Regions from separate parts of the Mus musculus genome. Here region 2 is linked to region 1. A link is a contact called in public HiChIP or PLAC-seq data. All regions are on one chromosome and are shown on one strand. The core of a region is the stretch at or near the end of the contact, and the rest is flanking DNA. Distances in the headings are between cores, read along the strand shown.

Region 1 (3,001 bases), core at 182-2,681:
TTGCTGCAAGCCTGTGATATGAGCATACAGGAGGCAGAGGCAGGAGGATTCCCAGTTTGAGGTCAGCTTGGAATACATACTGAGGACCTGTTCAAAGTTGTGGTGTGAGGAGACAGAAGGAGGCAGGGACAAGGAGAGAAAAATTACATTCAGGGATCAGAAACTAGGAGTGGTAATAAGTTTTGAAATGTTATCTAAAATAGCATCAAGCAAATAGAAAGTAATACATACAGAAAAAGAATCTCCCACTCTGAAATATTTTAGAATACAAAGCAAGCCCTTGTAGTCATTATACAAATTTTACCATTTTATCAATGATTTTCCTTTCCCTTAAAGTGTTTCCAGAAGAAATGAGCATTTGAATCACCAGTCTAAATAGAGAAGATTCGCCCCTGCCCAATATCCAGCTCAAATGAGGGACAAACTAGGAAGAAAAACAGACAAGGCAAAAGAAGGACATGGTCTTTCTAGGTTGGGGCTAAGACAGTCGCATACTATCTTCAGTCGTCAGTATTGCAGATTGCCAAGTCCTGAGATACAGGATGGGACTCCCTGTATGCCCTCCACCTCCAGCCCACCTGCTCATCCTCAGGCTTTCAGCCTCACACCAAGACTCACAGCATCAGGGCCACTGTTCCCTGGTCTGAAGACTCCGAGTTCTATCACCAGCACTCTGGTTCCTCTGGCACACAACTCATGGTGTCCATCATCAGATGAGCCAATTCCCAGAGCAGACTCCATCTTAAATACCACTGTACTCTATTGGGTTTTTGTCACTTAGAGAATTCTGGCTAAACTGACCACTAGCACATTTGAGAATGTATTGTTATTGTTATTTTAGGCCAGAATATTAAGAGGCATTTTCTTCTGTTTTGTTCCCTGGTATTTTCTCGGCACCCAAAAGTGTAACTGTCCCACAGTAAATACACCATAAAGACCTGCTGAGTGATAGGCACATGAGAAACAAAACAACGATATTACTAAAAATTCAGTTTCTTAAAACCCTGAAAAGACTAAAAAGTTTCATTTTTCAATGGAGACAACCTTATATACGGTCTATAGGGTCTAACAAATTGTAGAGTGATTTGGGAAGAATAAATAGCCAAATTCCAACAGTAAACTGACCTTGCTCTTTGGAGTCCTATTAAAAAAAATAAAGCCAACTGTATATCACTGTGACAATTTATTATATTTGGAGCTGCTTTTCTGAGATTAATTTTAGAATATATCTCATTACATATTTTAATTAGTATTATGATTTAATATTGTTAAAGTCTTAACTACAAAACTCTGACTCTGAGACAGACTGCATAATTACATTTCCTCAGTGACCTACAGTCTCGTGAGCATTTGCTCTAGACTAAACAGCTTCATTCAGCTGCCCTGGGTCTGACTGGTGATGAAAGACGCTTGTTTGACAACTGCTTCAAGCGGAAACATATTTTTCCATGATTGCATAAAAAGAGACTTAAAGCATACCAGACTACAGCCAGAGCAGCAGCTAGAGCACAAGGTTCACGCTCATTTCTAAGCTGACTTTTAATTCAAATACCAACAAAAACAGAAATGAGTGAGTGAAACAAGAGGGCGGGGGAGAGAGAACGAGAGAGAGAGAGAGAGAGAGAGAGAGAGCCCAAGCTAGCTTAGAAATACTTCAACAATTATAACCAAGTATAGTATAGATTATGTTAATACATATAAAAACTGTAATTTGTGATGTTTGTGTTTGCCTAGGGTTTTTTCTTTGCTTTTAAGATGCTAAGCTCTGTAAAACTACTATATTAACTTAAATGACTAGCATAAGAAGTAAACATAAAACACTGTTTGTCTGTTGTTAAGCAAGCAAGTCACATATTACTTTCAACAGGCAAAGCTCTTTACCAAAGTATACATATCATGCCATACTCTCCCTTGCAGAATTTCAAATATAATCAATAGTTATAATTCTTTTTTTCTAGGAAAAAGCACAGTGACAGTGATGGCAGATGACACAAACAGTCACTGCTGTGACTGTGGCTGTGGCTGTGGCTGCGCATGCTATGCCTTTGTCAGCACTCATGGGAACGTAGATGCAAAGCAGGAATGTGTACATTATTCTTTAATGAAGCTGCTAAAGAATATCTTATTTTACGTGATACTGTTTTAAGGCATTTTAGATTGCTATCAATTAATTATTTCATTAACAGAAACCTGAACTAATCCATTTAAAACAAATTTAAGAACTGAATTCAGCCTTTCAAAAATACTACTTTAAGCAACAATCTAGAAAAGCATAAGGAAGCAGGCATACACGCACACATGTGTGAACACATAATAATAAAATGTTTTTTCAAGAAGATATATACATGCCCGCTAAATACTTAAAGATACTCAACATCACTAGTCACCTAGGAAATGCCCACTGCTCAACTACAATGAGTGCCCATCTACATATACTAATACAGTTACCATTTAAGCAGAGTGTTTGTAGAGAAATAAGAAAAAATGGAATGCTGGTACTCTATTCCTACTTAGGGAAAAACAATTCAGCTTTGTTGGAGAACAGTGTGGAGGTTCCTTATACAAAAACTAAAACTGAACTATCCAGTGACCCTGCAACCTTACTTGTTTTGGATCTCTATCTAAAAGCAGTAAAAGCAGGTCCCTGTTTGTGAACACCCTAGTGGAACACCCAGCCTCACAGCCAAACTATTCTTCATAGCCAAGAGATAGATACCATTCATATGTCCACAGAGAGCTGAATGGAGGAATAAAAGTGGTATGAAATACTGCATGCCGTTATTTAACCTGAAATGGCCTGTTACACTCTTCAACAGGACTCACATTTGAGGATATGATGCTATGTGATAGGAGCTTAGTTCTACTGCCTAGTTTACAACATTCACTAAAGAGAGATCCTATGTGGTTCCATTTTATGAGACATTTAGAGTTGTCAGATCTAGGAGACAAAAAGGCACTGGGAAGGAAGGAGGATTAAGATGTCATATCTAATACAGTTTCT
Region 2 (2,798 bases), core at 117-2,616, 310 kb before region 1:
CTCTCTCTCTCTCTCTCTCTCTCTCTCTCTCTCTCTCTCTCACACACACACACACACACACACACACACACACCCCTGCCTTCCTGCCGATCCAGGTGCAGAACTCTCAGCTCCTTCTCCAGCACCATGTCTGCCTGCACGCTGCCATGCTTCTTGGCATGGTGATAACGGACTAAACCTCTGAACTGTAAGCCAGCCCCAGTTAAATGTTTTATAAGAGCTCCATGGTCATGGTGTCTCTTCAAAGCAATAAAACCTAACTAAAGCCAAGCGGTGGTGGCACATAACTTTAATCCCAGCACTTGGGAAGTAAAGGCAGATGGATCTCGAGGAGTTTAAGGTCAGCCTGGTCTACACAGAGAGTCCCAGGACAGCCAGGAAATCCTGTCTCAAAAAACCAAAGCAAACACACACACACACACACACACACACACACACACACACACACACACACACACACCCTAAGACACTGGTATACATTTTTCTTTAATATTAAAAGATTACTTGTTTTCAGAAATTATTTATATATTTTTTAGGAGAGGCTGTATAGAGTTGTTTTGTTGAATCGAAGTCCATGGTCAAACAAGATAAAATGAGATTTCTTTCTTTCATGGCAGGACTTTTCAGACTTGCTAAAGTGACAGCATGCTTTGTAAGTACGGGAAACGTAGCAAGGGTGTAGAACGCAAACCTTTTGAATGAGGACCTCTTGTTTATTCTACCCTCAACTGCCATGTTGCAGATCACAGGAGACATCTTGGAGGATGTTGCTCCAGGAATGGCGTCTTGAGAAATGCGATTGTCAAATTGTAAGCGTTCAAAGCAGAAGGATGGTGCTGTTATCTTCCACTGAGGCGAGTGTGTGTCTGTGCGCATGCGTGTGCAGGTGCGAACTCTGTGGAAGTCTGCTGCGTAAGTACAAGAATGGCCGAGCCCACACATGACGGGGCCGGAGAAGGACTTCGGATGTCTTCCTATATCATTATTCATCTTATTGCCTTGAGACTGGGTGTTTCACTGAACTGTGAACTTGTTATCTGAGTTAAGCAGGCTAGCCAACAAGCTTTCAGGATCCACCCCCTGCCCCTGCACCTATTGCTGTATCGCCACGCCCAGCTTTTACCTGAGTGACAGTGAAAGTCAAGTCCTTACTCTCTCAGAGCAAGCACTCTTACCCAGTAAGCTATGCCCCGCGACCTTCCACTGAGGACTTTTTAAAAGTTACATTGATGTTTGATATGTTAAAAAAATAAATAAAAAAAGACGTGCTTTTGCTAGTCAACAATCCGTGGCAGGGGAAGAGGAGCCCTTGATGTGTGTGCAGCTCTTAACGTCTTACAACCCGAACCCACACTCCATTCTCCGTCTTTCATTACCCTCCGCACAAACAACACAGACTTTGCGGCATATGCTCTGCGCCTGCAGCTCGGAGCCCAATAGCCAACCTCTAAGGAATTCAAGCCCGTATGTTTCATTGCTAGGCACTACCCCAGAAGGTCACTGACCTCTGAAATCTGCCAGCCTCTAAATCCACTGACAGGGGCTGAGAGAGTTAAAAGGTTCCAGATGTGGACAGAGTGGCCTCTCCAATTTCTTCTACCTCTGTTGCTGATTCAGGGTGTGACCCCGGCAGGTCATGGAATCTCTACGTGCTTTCAACTCCCCATTTATAAAATGTAGCCAGTGCGTATGTATCCCCAGGGGGGTTTAGAGATACTTGGATTGAATCAGAACAAAAAGAAAACTTTCTACCTGAGCTTTGCCTGGTTGCTGATAAAGACTTTACGTGCCACCCAGCCATCAGAAAGCAGTGGTGGATGGGGAACTGTCAGCAACTGGACACATTGAACCTCTGGGCTCTGGAACCCCTGCTGCTCCATTAAATCTGCACTTTCACATCAGACAACATCTAGTTTATAAAGGCAAATATTTAATTAATGGGGCCCCAGGGCCGGCAGGCTACTTCTCACACATGTAACAAGATACCTGGAGCTCGAAAGCAAACCCTGAAAACTTAAACTACTGTAAGATTATAAAGTTTAACATAAAATGGGAAATCTTTAAATAGCTGTTTTGTTCGATGTTCTTAACAGACAAGATTGCCACACAATGGAACTATGTAACTGCTAGCAGCCCGCACTCCAGGAAGATAAAATAAACTAGCTTTATGGACCCAAGGAATTGATTTTTAATGAGATTCTGCTTGGCTGTAATGGCATCCTGAGAGGCTGATCTAGTTCCCGTGGCCCCTGGTACACGGTTATAAGGTGAGGAGCAAGGACTGGCTTAAACAATGCCTGAGCACTTATTCTTTTAGCATATGAGATTAAATAAAATAAGGATGCTGTTCTGAGACATTTTCCAGAAAGTGCACATGGGTGCATGTACATGTGCACACACACACACACACACACACACACACACCATACCACACACCACACACACATACACACCACACACATACACACACACATACACAGACACACACTTACCACACAGACCACACACACACACACACACACACACACACACACCATACCACACACCACACACACATACACACCACACACATACACACACACATACCACACCACACACACACACACACACACACACACACATACCACACCGTACACACACATACACAGACACACACTTACCACACAGACCACACACACACACACACACACACACACACACACACACACAGTTGCCCTCCAAAGGTTTTTCCCAAAACAGTCCCTGCTTGGATAGTCTGAGTTAGAGGACTGGACAATGAAGTTAAACACACACAGTTG

What was found. HiChIP or PLAC-seq counts read pairs in DNA pulled down with a chosen protein or histone mark.
Region 2: a contact with region 1 is called in an H3K4me3 HiChIP or PLAC-seq map of craniofacial prominence, with 4 times the contacts expected there. The contact joins two enhancer-like sites. A contact is called at or near these places in 5 of 484 Hi-C or Micro-C datasets (cardiomyocytes, embryonic stem cells, liver and 1 more) and 3 of 115 datasets of contacts at active chromatin or transcription factors (craniofacial prominence, embryonic stem cells and stem cell-derived neural progenitor cells).

Annotation. Positions count from the first base shown.
Region 1 is chr12:73,222,476-73,225,476 of GRCm38.p6, reverse strand. All of the region lies in intron 7 of Mnat1 (menage a trois 1), which reads right to left. Among named protein-coding and RNA genes, the nearest start is that of Trmt5, 63 kb to the left of the region's middle. Within about 2 kb of position 1,431, at least 9 of the 459 cell types and tissues checked have an H3K27ac peak or open chromatin away from gene starts, as enhancers often do. A contact at or near this core is called in craniofacial prominence, where this site is marked.
Region 2 is chr12:73,528,094-73,530,891 of GRCm38.p6, reverse strand. No RefSeq gene overlaps it. Among named protein-coding and RNA genes, the nearest start is that of Tmem30b, 17 kb to the left of the region's middle. Within about 2 kb of position 1,366, at least 21 of the 459 cell types and tissues checked have an H3K27ac peak or open chromatin away from gene starts, as enhancers often do. A contact at or near this core is called in craniofacial prominence, where this site is marked.